Linked DNA regions of Mus musculus: all the other regions are linked to region 3. Evidence: chromatin contacts called from public promoter capture Hi-C data. All regions are on one chromosome and are shown on one strand. Each heading gives the region's core, a stretch centred on a gene start, on an enhancer-like site or on the middle of the called end of the contact. The rest is flanking DNA. Distances are from core to core; before and after follow the strand shown.

Region 1 (3,240 bases), core at 140-2,639, 2.3 Mb before region 3:
TTTTCCAGCTGAGGGTTACAGGCTACCTCCCCACAGCACTTACCAGTCATTGACATGTGGGTTTGTTTACTATGACCCTTGAGAGGTCCTGTGTCTGGGCTGCCCGTCCACCTTGGAGTTGCAGAGATGGAAGGCCAACGTCTCTGTAGAGATTAGATCACCTTGATTTTCCCCAGCGACAGATCCGCACACACCTCGTCCTACCTCCCGCACCAATAGAAAGCCAAGAAAGAAGGGCAAGGCTTGGAGAGAGACTCCATATGGCTACTGCTCCTGCAGAAGATCTAAGTCCAGTTCCCAGCACCCACAAGGGTGGCTCACAACTACCTGTACCTCCAGCTGTAAGTGATCTGACTCCCTCTACTGACCTCGGAGGGCACCTGCACTCCCATGGGCAAACCCACTCTAACATATAATTAAAAAATAAATACATACATAAATAAAATCTTTAAAGAAATAAAGAATATGCTTCCATGAACAGGCTCAGTTTCCCGGCATATTTTCCCTACAGAGAAAGATCCATCTCTTAGCCCAGGCCAACACAAATGGGTGCGGAATTAATTAATTCTGCACAGCCTTCTCGGCTGCAGCTAGCTAGGAAGCCACAGGCTAAGGTGCCTGCCTTTTCTGCAAGATTAAATTAGCTAGGAAAAGACTCCTTGGTATCATCGTCATATTCAGGCAAGCCCTCTATCACCTAGCTACACTCTCAACCAGGCCGTTTTATAAAGAAAGAAACTGTCATCCATCAGGTAACATGTCTCAAGAATTTGCAATCTGGCTTGATACTCCGGGTGGCCCCACTACTCCTTATCCTCGGGGAAACTAAAACACGGTATCCCCAAGTTTCCACCTACAAGCTTTGAGAAAACGTCATAAATTAAATGCCCACGATTCTGTGGCAAACGGGCGGTACAAGTAGGCTCGTATTGACTCCTGGAGCCCACAGGATGCTACAGAATGAATGAATGGACCATCTCCGTCCCACACACCCTGGTCCTCCCTAGGAGGCTGCACGGTCCCCTACAGGACGCTTGGGCGCGAGCGGCGTCCCCAGACCGGACGGCGAAGCGCCTTTGCCGCCAGGCTCGCGGGGTCACAGGGTAGCAGCGGCCGAGCATAGCCTTCATTTACCTGCCAGACACTGCAGCAATCACGGCCTCTGCTAATCCAGCCTAGCCAATCCCTGGCGTGGCCAGGGCGCCACGTGACTTCCGGCCGGCAGTGCCACCGAGAACGCGATCGGCGCTAGGACCCTCGCACAGGGAGGCCTGCCTCTAGTCCGAGAAGGTCCGCCCCTGCCGTCACATTCAGCCAATGGAGAGCCGAGGCTCCGGCAGAACCAATGGCGAGGAGGCATGGAGGGGCCTGGCGTTGGCGTCACTAGGTGGGGCGGGGCGTGCGGCGGATCACGTGGCCGGCGCGTTGGCTGCGGGAAGGTAAAGCAGTGCTGGAAGCGGATTGCAGGGGTCATGCCGTGGGGTCGTCTCTGCGCCTGCGCCCTACCGGGATGCTGAACCTGGCGGCGCTGCTGTGGCGCCGGCTCCTGCGCAAGCGCTGGGTGCTCGCCCTGGTTTTCGGCCTCTCGCTAGTTTACTTCCTCAGCAGCACCTTCAAGCAGGTAAGCGACTTCTCTCAGGACCTCCGTCCTTCCGATCCTGCTTCCTCCCTCAAATACTATGTCCTTCTCCCCATCGTTCTTCTAATCCTCCTCCTGAGCACTCCTCCCTCTGATCTAAAATCCTCCTTCAGCCCTTCTCCCTCCGTTGCGTTGTCCTCTGCCCTTCTCCTTTCCCCTCCCTAGCTCCCTCCGTCCTCCACTCCTCCTCCTCCCTCGAATTCTCTGCCTCCCCATCCTCTGTTCTCCTCTGCCCTCCAACTTCTTACCTCTCACCCTCTGTTCTTTTCCAACCCCTCCTCCTCGATCCTCACAGTTCCTCCCTCCCTTGATCCTCTGTCCTCTGATGCTCCTCTCTCCTGTCCTCCACCTTGTAGTCCTCCTGATATGCAGCCATTCAGTCCTCCCTCTGAGCCTCTGAGCCTCTTCCTTTCAGTCCCTGGATCATCCATTGGTCCTCCCTTCAGCTCTCTAGTCCTCAACCCTCTAGTCCTCCTCCCTCCGATTGTGTGATCCTCCTCCTGTCCTCCTGTGAATCGAAGGCCGCTAAGGGAGGCGTCCCACTGCAGGTCTTTGTACCGCCCCTCTTCCGTGCGGGATCTGGCTGGTAGGCCAGGCAGAATGGGGTCCTCAGACCTGTGCACCCTCCTCTGTCGCGTTCCCTGCTCCGCACAGCCCCAGGCTTCTTGATGGGCAGGAGGTAGAGATGGCTAGACCAGGAAGTGGCCAAGGGCTCTCTGTGCCTGTTCACCTGGGTGACCCAACAGGCTCCCTTTTGGGGCACAACTTGGTTGGGTAGATTTTTATTTTTTATTTTTTTATTTTTAATTTCTCAACCTCCCTTTCCCGTTTTTGTCCTGGTAGAGAGTTCCTAGAGACCTGGCATCCCACTGTAGTAGGAACCAGTTCCCAGCATTTGCCTAGAAACCACACTTGACTGAGTTGCATTTTGTAGGTCACCTGCCCCTCCGCCTTTCCTGCTCCTGTGCACCCTTTGATCCTGTTTTGCTGTTCTTACGAATATAGTTCTCTGGTTTTCTGTATCACAGTCCGTCTTTTGAATGGTTGCGCTTTTGCACAGTCACTCCTGGGGGGGGGGGGGGGCGTGTCTTACTCTCTTGCCCAGATTTGACCTTGTAATCCTGTCTGGCTTTTCCACATTCTGATAATTGTCTCCATTGGCTTTTCCACATTCTGATAATTGTCTCCATTGCACCCACCTGGAACAGAACTCTTGCCTTTCTTCTGCCAGATTTATACCTCTCCAGTCCTCAGCATCTCACTAAGTGACGTATGTCATCACTGTTGACACAGTTAGGCTGTTCATTTCTTCCTGTCACTTCAGGCCCCAAAACTCTGGCTCTACAGTGCCCTATTAGGAGGTGTGACCTTGTTGGAGTAGGTGTGTCACTGTGGATGTGGGCTTAAGACCCTCACCCTAGCTGCCTGGGAGTCAGTCTTCCACTAGCAGCCTTCAGATGGAGATGTAGAACTCTCAGCTCTGCCTGCATCATGCCTGTCTGGATGCTGCCATGTTCCTGCCTTGATGATAACGGACTGAACCTCTGAACCTGTAAGCCAGCCCATTTAAATGTAGTCCTTATAAGAGTTGCCTTGGTCAT
Region 2 (3,015 bases), core at 199-2,698, 2.0 Mb before region 3:
TCATTCCAGGGTTTAAGGTTTGTGGTAGTCTCAAAACTCCATTCATATGTCAGATTTGTGCCCGCTTTATTTTGCTTCCACCGCTCTTTCCAGCGTTTTACTCTTCCTTTGTTTCTTGGAGACAGTGTGTAGACCAGGCTGGCCTGGAACTCATAGAGATACGCCTGCCTAATTCTACCTCTTTCCAAGTCAACTTTCTCCCTTTCTCTATTTCCACGACGAAAAGTCCTGGAAGGCAGTCTCCGGCATCAGCACTTCTCCCAGTCCCATTACTCTCTGAAGAAGGGATGCTGGTTATTATTGACCGCTTGGAGCTGGAGGAAGGGCCTGCTCCCCTCCACATAGCCCAGTGTGAATGTGGCACCTAAGAGCGCTGGGATCATCTATGTAAGGAATGCCTGCGTGCACGCACAGAGTGGGCGCCAAGGGCTCCAGCAGCCGGGATGCTTTAGGAGCTCAGCGCTCGGGAGGCAGTGAGTCCCGAGCCCTGGCTTCCCGATGCCTGGGTTCGAATCCCGCGACCCCGGGCAAGCACCTCGCTCGCTGCCTTTGTGTCTCTTTGAGTCCTACTCCTCCGCCCGGTGCGCTGCGGCAGGCAGGCCGGCGGGCGGTCGCGCGCGAGGTTTCGAGGAGGAGACACTCCTCGGCTCGCTCGGCCAGGCCGGGCCGGCCCACGCCGCTCCTCGGGGACCCGAGATGCTCCCCCAGGGGGGCTCGGAGGCCGCTCCGGGGAAGCCGCGGCCCTCTTCGGCCCGCGCCCGACGCGCGCCCGCGCCCAGGGCGGGGCGTCCACGCAGCCCCGGCGTCCCACGGCCGCCCGCACCTCTTTCTCTTCCCTCCCTGGCTCCGTCACCCCGCTCCGAGAGGGCCGCGCTCGCTCGGCTCAGCAGCGCCTCCCGCGAGCCACCACCGCCGCCGCCGCCGCCGCCGCCGCGGCCCCTCCCCCGCCCCCCGCGCGGCCGGCGCCCGTCACGTGACGCGCCGCAGCCAATGGCGGGCCGAGCCGCGGTCGGCGGCCGCCATTGCTGTCAGAGCGAGCGAGCCCGGGGAGGGAGGAGAAGCGCGGCCGACTGGGGAGGAGGGGGGGGGTGGGGAGGAAGAGGAAGGAGGGGACGGCGCTCGGCTGCCGGGGTCGCCCGCTGGCTTCGTCCGCACCCCCCCCTTCGCGGGCTCGCGCAGCGGCGGCGGCGGCGGCGGCGGCTCGGGGCGGCTGCGGGGCTCGCGTGCCTCCCGCGCCGGCGCGGCCGAGGGCGAGTCGCCCGCCGGCTTGGAGATAAACAAGGCGGCCGACGAGGCGGCGAGGCGGAGGCGGAGGCGGCGGCCCTGCGCGACAGAGGCGGGCGGCGTTGCCGGCCCGCGCCCCCCGCCGCCGCCGTCGTCGCCGTCGTCGCCACCGCCGCCCTCGGGCCTCCCGCGCGGGCCTCGCGCCCCTGGTGCCCGGGAGCCGCCGCCGCCGCCGCCCGGCCCGGCCCGCTCCGACATGCCCCGCTCTGGCGGCCGGGCTCGCGGAGGACCATGACCGCCGCGGCGAACTGGGTAGCGAACGGGGCGAGCCTGGAGGATTGTCACTCCAACCTCTTCTCGCTGGTGAGTGGCGGGGCGGGGGGGAGCCCGGGTTGGGGGGCGCGACCTCCCCGCCGCGCAACTTTCTCCTCCCGGAGCCCTGGCGGCGTCGGCGAGCGCGGCGCCCGGCGTGGACGTGCGTGGGGAAGTCGGGGCGCTGCGGACGCCGGGGCGCGCTCGGAGCGCCCACCTCCGTGGCAATCACACCCCCTCCCCTCCCCTTCCCCCCTTATTTTCTTTTTTTTTCTTTTTTCTCCTCCTTCCCCGAAATGTGGAAGGCTTTTCTGCCTTGTGCAGCCGCCGGCGCGGGTGAGCTGCAGGCTCGTCCTCTCTCTCTCTCTCTCTCCCGATCGGATCGGCTGCTCTCCCACTCGCCGGCGTCTGCCTTCTGATTTTTTCTTTCTCTCTTCCTCTGTTTCTCCGTTTTTTTCCCTTTTTTTTCCTTTTAATATTTCCACAATGACACCTGCGATTTCGCCCGAAAACAGTTGATGGAAGGCGATGGTGTCAGGGAAAAGGACTCTGGCAGCCGGAGCTCGCTCGCGCCGTTGTAAACACGGACAGCCGCCCGCCTCTCGGGGTTTACTACGCCGGAGAGCGGGAGAGCCATTGCTCGGAGCCCACGGAAGGTGGAGGAAGCTGCTGCTCCTCGCTCTCCTCCGCTGCCTTTAAAAACTGTTTTCTCTGCTTTAACAAGGAACACACACACACACACACACACACACACACGAGCAACAAGCTGGGCGGTTTGATAACATCGCTTTTATCTGCCTTCGCCTCTCCTCTCTCCCGCTCTCGCCTCTGATAATTGACAACTTTTGCTTTGGAAGTGCATCGCCTGCCTTAATCTCGAACCATTTAGGGTGTCAATTGTTCTTCTGGAAGCCTGGCACCGGGCGACGGCGGCTCGATTCGTCGAAATTAAAAATGTATAGAGCTCCAGCAACTCTTTCCTGGCGGTGGCAGTGACATTTGGTGGTAAATGCCATCTTTGCTTTTTATTGGGTCGTATTACCTAGCTCTGAAAACATTCGCGTTGTTAAACCCGGCGCTTACGCTGATAATGGGAGTGCATGGTCTTTAAATACGCGCTTTGTGCCTGAGTTACTGTGTGTGTGTAGCTATGTGCCCGGGAGAGTACGAATTTGTTTAAATATTGAGCAAAGATTTGTAAACAGATGTAAGGCAATTATGTTTCAAGCGTAGAATATAATTGGAAAATTGGTTGAACGGCCTATTTAATTTAGCCTTAAAAACTCAACTTATTTTAGTTGTGTGCCCAATTTTGGTGGGGAGGGTGCTGGGGGGGAGGGTGCTGACTTTTGGAGAGCATGCATTTATTGCAAATTATTTTCTGGAACCCCTGCTGCAGATAGAAGCTTTATTTCCTTTTAGTCCTTGTTTACACTGGATAAATAATTTAGTGTTCAAATTGTAATTAGTTACATTTAA
Region 3 (2,967 bases), core at 184-2,683:
TGGAAATCTCAACAAGGGGAGACAGAAGAGGAACTCCCACAAGATACCCGTCATTTGGCTGCCTAAAGAACTGCAGTGTGTTTTGAATTTTGGCTTAACTCTCTCCTCCCCCAGTGCCTTGCATAGACTAGGCTCACACTTCTAACGCACTCCACAGCAGAGGGATTACAAGGATGTACTTTGAGGCCATGAGGAGGAGGCTCTAACAGTGTGTTCTCGCTATTCACTTGGAAGGCAAGAAGCTCTCCCAACGCATGACAACAGGTTTCTAATGTTCGTCACTAGCATCCTAGGGAGATCCTCCCAGTGGGTTTTACATTTTAACAGCGGGATGCATGACTCCATTCTAACATGCCTGGTCTCACCTCAATGGCTCTCGCCTGGAGTGACTTTGTCCCCACTGTCTAGAAATATTTCCAGCATCACAACTTGGGATTGATTGCGAGGGAGTCCAGAGAGGCTACTGAACATCTACAGTACACAGCTGTAGACCCCACCCACAGGAAACAACCTCCTGGCTCCGACTCAACGGCTCTGCCCTCAGTTGGTTAGCGCCCACTTGATACATGAGGCAGCTTAGCGTGGCCTCTCCCAAGTAAAGAGCCACAAGTAGTCATGGAACGCAGGGGACACTGCCCACTTCAGCGCAGCCCCACCAACTATTCCTAGAAACTGCACTCCACTTAGGCGAAATCCACCAACCGCTTTCTTGTTTTTTGTCTTTGGTGGTAGGGATATCCCTATGGAGCTTTGAAGCTTTGAAGTTGCCATTCTCCTGCCTTTGCCTCCTGAAGAGCCTATGACTTTTCAAAGAGAAAGAAACGGGGCCCAGAGAGGGTAAGTAAACTGTCCAAGGTCACACAGCAGACTCGGAGCTCCTAAGGTCCAGCCCTTTGGCAGACCTTGGTTCTCTCTCTAGCGGAGACCCAGCGAGTCACCCCTGGGGTAAGGTCACCCCTGGAAGAAGGTCCCGGAATCAGATAGCTAGCTGCCATCCTGCGATCTGTCCCCTGAGGCAGACTGACCCAGGCAGGAGTCCCCGGCCAGGTCACAAGAGGACACAGCAGGGAGGTGAGCAGGGAGGAAGGGTCGCTCGGGGGCTCTAGCTCCCCACGATCCCCATCGCGATCCGGGTCGCCCCAGGAAGTCAGGCCAAAGAAAAGGGGTGCAGAGAGAAGGGGATCCGCAAGGAGAGAGCATGCCGGCCACCTCCCAGGGCCCCGCCTCGGGCTTCTGGAGCACTCAGCCCCAGCCCCTTCTCTGCACCTTCTGACCCCTGACCCTTGCCCTCGGGCCAAGATCGCGCACCCCTCGGATCCTTACACGCGCCGTCCCGGGATCCCGCACTGTGCACTGGGTCTGCACAGCGTAGCTCAGCCCGCAGTTGCCGCCGCCAATATCCCCAGCGCGGAGCCTCAGCAGCCGCCACCGCCGCCTCACCGCTGCCACAGCGGCAGCTGCGCCAGCCTTCGCATCCGCCGACTCCTGTCACTCAGCCCCGAAAGCCCCGCCCACGGCCCTAGGCCACAGCCTACTGGCCATCAGAGGGGTCGCAATGAAATTTGACAGGGTAGACTACACGTCACTCAGCGTTCTCACAGCCCTCCTCCCAAAGGGAGGGCGGGGCGAGGAAGCAACACCCCTTTCCTCCCCACCCCACCCCCACCCCCGCCTCACTCGCGCAACCAACAGGAATCCTGCGTCTTTCCATTGGCGAAACGTCAGAGAGGCGGGGATTTTGATTGGCCATCTTTCAGGAGGCGGAGCCAACGCAACCCGATTCGAAGTTAAATGGTGAAAAAGAATGTCAGTCAAACTCAAAGTCCCGCCTTCTAAGAGTGGCTCGTAACCTAGCAACATAAGGGCCGCCGAGTTGCTTAACTGTGGGCCAAGAAACTTGCATCTTGAGGAGCTGGTGAGTGACAGCGGGGAAGCCCCAGGCTGCAGGCTGTGTGCACCTAGTAGGCACGCCGTCCAGTGATTTCTCCCCTCCAGGCGTCCGCGCCCCACTTGCCATCCCGTCCAGCTCCAGGTCCTCACTCCCTTGCCCAACCTCCATCCTGTCCTCCTCTAGGCCTCCTGCAAGCACCATCAAGTATCCTCTTCTGATAGTCTTGCTTCCTGTCTGGTCCACCTGCCATTTCATAGTCCCTCTCCTCATCTCTTACTGATACCATTTGTGAAGTTCACATCGAGTGAACTTAGTTCAAGTAATTGGATGGGTTGGTTTGTTTTGGTGCCCACTGTCCGCACTATGTTCAGAGGTCAGCTTGCTGGGTGCGTGACCCCCTTCAGTGTATGCTTAAAATAAGGATTTGTTGTTTGTTTTGATTTTGGAACAAGGTCTCACTATGTAGTCTCGAACTCACTCTGTAGACCAGGCTAGCCTCAGACTCACAGAGATCCACCAGTCTTTGCCTTTGAGTACTGGGATTAAAAGCATGTGCCACCACCCTTGGTCTAATTAGGTTTTTTCCCCTTTAATTGTTAAAGTTTTATTATCATTATTAATATTATTATCACTATGTCTGCGTTGGTGGGGTATGTGAATGTGAATACAGACAAAGGGTTTTGGATCCTCTGGAGCTAAAATTAATTACGGGTGGGCAGTTGTGAGCCACCTGTCATAGGTGCAGGGGACTAAACTCTAGTCCTTTCAAAAAGCCGTACACGCTCTTTTAAAATAACGTAAAGCTTTATTTATTTTTACTTTATATGTATCTGTGGGTGCCTACGTGTATGTGAGTGCACAAGGTATGTTCACAACGTGTGTGTGCTGTGACTGCCAGGCTAATTGCAGTGATCCCCGCCACGACTTATTCTACCCTAACTCCCTCTGTCTAAGCATTTCCTAGGACATTCTCTTGGCTCATACAACGAATAATTCACATATTTAACATGGGCTTATTGAGTGCTTAGTGTGTGTCTTAGTTAGGTTTTGACTGCTCGCTTTACACCTTGACCAAG
Region 4 (3,232 bases), core at 260-2,759, 2.6 Mb before region 3:
ATGCATTAAGAAAATAAAGCAGCCGGGCGGTGGTGGCGAATGCCTTTAATCCCAGCACTTGGGAGGCAGAGGCAGGTGGATTTCTGAGTTCGAGACCAGCCTGGTCTACCAAGTGAGTTTCAGGACAGCCAGAGCATATGGTAATTGTTGTATTGCCAGAGAGGGCATATATGTCCCCCAAATCATGAAGGATTGTTGAGTGGAAGACAATTAAAAGCAGACACCATGAACACCTCTAAAATCACACTCAGCATTTTGGGAGGCAGAGTCAAAGGGATCAGCGGCTTGAAGGAGCCCAGTCACACAGAGGAGAGCTCCCCACGATACTTCGACCTGCTTCAAATCAGGACATAGATTCAGGGGTTACTACTATTCTCCACACCATCATAGAGCTAGAAATAGGGGTCCCCAAAAACAAATAGTATGCTTGCCTCAGTACCCAGTGGAGAGTGAGTCACCCGTGGAGAAGGCCAAATCACTTCCAGGAAGTGCTTGGTATAAGATAGCCATTTTCAACAGCTTAATTTTGGGACTATGGCATGGCTGTAAAGTGCATGGCTAACCGGCACCAAGCCCTGGGTTTCACCCCCGCACTACCACCTCTGAAGTACATCTTGGTGGTGTATGCCTTTAATACAAGCTATGGGAGGTAAAGGCAGGGGGGCCAGAAACTCAAGGTCCTTCTCCAATACATAATTCAAGACCAGAGTGGACTACATCAGACTCTGTCTCAAATTGCTTTTGAGATCGGATCTTAATATAGATAGCCCAACTTTTGATCTGCGTGCCTCGGTCTCCTGAGAGCTGGGAATTAGGAAGTAAGCCACCATAGTCATTTTTAACTTTTAGTTATTGTCTATGTGGACTCATGTCCCATCGAGAAGGTGAAGGCCAAAGGGCAATTTTGTTTTGTTTTGTTTTGTTTTTCGAGACAGGGTTTCTCTGTGTAGCCCTGGCTGTCCTGAAACTCACTCTGTAGACCAGGCTGGCCTCGAACTTGGAAACCCACCTGCTTCTGCCTCCCAAGTGCTGGGATTAAAGGCGTGCGCCACCACTGCCCGGGCAACCTCGATATATTTATTTTCGAGACAGGGTTTCTCTGTGTATCTCTGGCTGTCATGGAACTCGCTCTATAGCTGAGGCTAGCCTCGAACTCTGAGATCTGCCTACTTCCACCTCCTAAATGCGGAGATCAAAGGTGCCACCGCCTCCCCGAATTTGCGTGTCATCCTAGGCGCAGCATCCATGCAAATCTCTGCATCGTTCCAGTTTTAGTATCTGCGCTGCCGAAGACGAGCACCCAGCTATCATTTTTAAAAATGCCCCTGGGAGAATCAGGACGCGAAAGGACCATTTATCTCTGCAGCAGCAGCCAGCTCTCGCCTCTGGCTCTTCCCAGTCCTCCAAGCGGAGTGGGCGGGACCCCCTGGCGTGGGCGGGGCGTTCCCAGCCACTCCCCCTGAGGGCGTGGTACGGCTTCTTAGGCTCCTATCGCGCGCGCGCCCGCCCGCACAGCGGCCCCCTCAGGTACGCGGACAAGATGGCGTCGGTAGCGGGGGACAGCGCTATGGAGGTGGTGCCGGCGCTGGCCGAGGAGGCCGCGGCTGAGGCGACGGGCCCCAGCTGCCTGGTGCAGCTGCCGGGCGAGGTGCTGGAGTACATCCTGTGCAGCGGCTCGCTCACGGCGCTGGACATCGGCCGCGTGTCCAGCACCTGCCGCCGCCTGCGCGAGGTGTGCCAGAGCAGCGGGCAGGTGTGGAAGGAGCAGTTCCGGGTGAGGTGAGCGAGCATCCCGTTCCCGGGACCCGCAGAGCCCCTCGGCGCCGGGCCTCGCGTGGGGCCCCACCCCGCCACCCTCCGGGCCTCCGGGCCGCGCGCCGCCCTCTTCCCGCGGCCGCAGACAAAGGCCTGCCTGCAGCCCGGGGGGCCCCCTCCGGAGCTCCGATGGGGTCGCGGCAGCCGCCCGAGGCCGGGGCCTCCGGAGCGCTCCGCCCCGGGGGGCTGCGGCCTTCACGCGCCTCCCGGCTGCAGGAGGAGGCGCATCTTTTGTGGCCGCTGCAGGATGTTGACGTGCAGGCAAAGCAGCGGTGCGTGCATTCCTGGCTAGCTCCTTAGGATGCCGGCATCGGACCTGCCAGTCCAGCTCGTGACCTTGGGGGTGGAGGGGGTGATGTCGGTCCACCTCCCTTCTCCAGAGCCTGGGTCTCCTGGTCGGTGATGAGACCCCCCCTCCTTTTTTTTTTTTTCCCATTATGGGGAATCAAATAAGATGAGGCCCGGGTTTGCAGGGCCTGATGCTGAGGGAGGCGCGCCATCCACGAGAACCGTTAGCATCACTGTGATTGTGGCCAGCGCAGAGATTGGGGGGCGGAGGGGGGGCGGCGGCTACTGGTGGTAGAAACGCTGCCTTTCGTGTCGCCACGCCAAGGTCACTGCATCTGAGTAGTGAGGGAATGCATTGCATACGCTATGATTATTGCAACTAGAGCCTCTGCCAAGTCCACCCCCCCCCCCTTGCCCGCAGACTCCTCCGTGGTTTTTTGCAGTCTCTGCGGAGCTGAGAAAGGGTGTTTTCTCTCCCCCCCCCCCCCTTATAGGTGGCCCTCCCTGATGAAGCACTACAGCCCCACCGACTACGTCAATTGGTTAGAGGAATATAAAGTTCGGCAGAAAGCTGGGTTAGAAGCCCGGAAGATTGTAGCTTCCTTCTCCAAGCGGTTCTTTTCAGAGCACGTAAGCATCAGGCTTGGTCATGCTCTGTGTGTGTGTGTGTGTGTGTGTGTGTGTGTGTGTATGTGTGTTCGTGCGCGCACGCGCTCGTTCGTGTGTGCCTGCCATAGCTTTTCAGCTCTTGTTCCTATTTCCCTTTTCACTGCTCACACAGCCCTTTGCTTGCATGCTTATAAGAGTCATTGTGTCCCCTCTCCTCCCGTCCAACAACACGGAGCCATTTGTCCCTGCTAGCCCTACTTTTTTTAAAGCCAGAGGGAGTGGGGTGTTGAGGAGCGGAAAGGGACACAGGGCGGTGTCCACTAGGTCCAGAGAAGCCTTACTCTTTGAGACTGTTAGGCGCTTTATGCACTGTCAACCTCTTGGTGCCTGTTTCCCAGGGAGGCTGCAGAAGTGCATGCCGTGCAGGGAACTGCCTTTTTAAGGAACCAAGGTTAAAAGCTGCCGTAGCTGCTCCTAGCCATTGAGCATTTCTGTTTATCACTGTGGCTCTTTGTTCCGA

The links. Promoter capture Hi-C pulls out the DNA fragments that hold promoters and counts their contacts.
Region 1: a contact with region 3 is called in a promoter capture Hi-C map of pre-B cells, with 9 times the contacts expected there. The contact joins the promoter of Spring1 here to the promoter of Tpcn1 in region 3. A contact is called at or near these places in 4 of 39 promoter capture datasets (hippocampal neurons, liver, pre-B cells and 1 more), 1 of 484 Hi-C or Micro-C datasets (B cells), 1 of 115 datasets of contacts at active chromatin or transcription factors (large pre-B cells) and 1 of 9 other capture datasets (liver).
Region 2: a promoter capture Hi-C map of hippocampal neurons shows a contact between it and region 3, with 5 times the contacts expected there. The contact joins the promoter of Med13l here to the promoter of Tpcn1 in region 3. A contact is called at or near these places in 3 of 39 promoter capture datasets (hippocampal neurons, liver and pre-B cells), 1 of 484 Hi-C or Micro-C datasets (B cells) and 1 of 115 datasets of contacts at active chromatin or transcription factors (large pre-B cells).
Region 4: a promoter capture Hi-C map of liver shows a contact between it and region 3, with 4 times the contacts expected there. The contact joins the promoter of Fbxo21 here to the promoter of Tpcn1 in region 3. A contact is called at or near these places in 3 of 39 promoter capture datasets (the 3T3-L1 cell line, hippocampal neurons and liver).

What each region holds. Positions count from the first base shown.
Region 1 is chr5:118,243,838-118,247,077 of GRCm38.p6, forward strand. It overlaps Spring1 (SREBF pathway regulator in golgi 1), which reads left to right and starts at 1,390. Exons shown (of 5, transcript NM_001081236.1): 1 at 1,390-1,621. The coding sequence starts at 1,511. It overlaps Rnft2 (ring finger protein, transmembrane 2), which reads right to left and starts at 1,188. Exons shown (of 11, transcript NM_001109902.1): 1 at 1,135-1,188.
Region 2 is chr5:118,559,271-118,562,285 of GRCm38.p6, forward strand. It overlaps Med13l (mediator complex subunit 13-like), which reads left to right and starts at 1,449. Exons shown (of 31, transcript NM_172424.4): 1 at 1,449-1,587. The coding sequence starts at 1,516.
Region 3 is chr5:120,587,180-120,590,146 of GRCm38.p6, forward strand. It overlaps Tpcn1 (two pore channel 1), which reads right to left and starts at 1,434. Exons shown (of 28, transcript NM_145853.2): 1 at 1,324-1,434. It overlaps Iqcd (IQ motif containing D), which reads left to right and starts at 1,844. Exons shown (of 5, transcript NM_029408.2): 1 at 1,844-1,915.
Region 4 is chr5:117,975,261-117,978,492 of GRCm38.p6, forward strand. Fbxo21 (F-box protein 21) reads left to right here and starts at 1,510. Exons shown (of 12, transcript NM_001346588.1): 1 at 1,510-1,779; 2 at 2,598-2,733. The coding sequence starts at 1,541.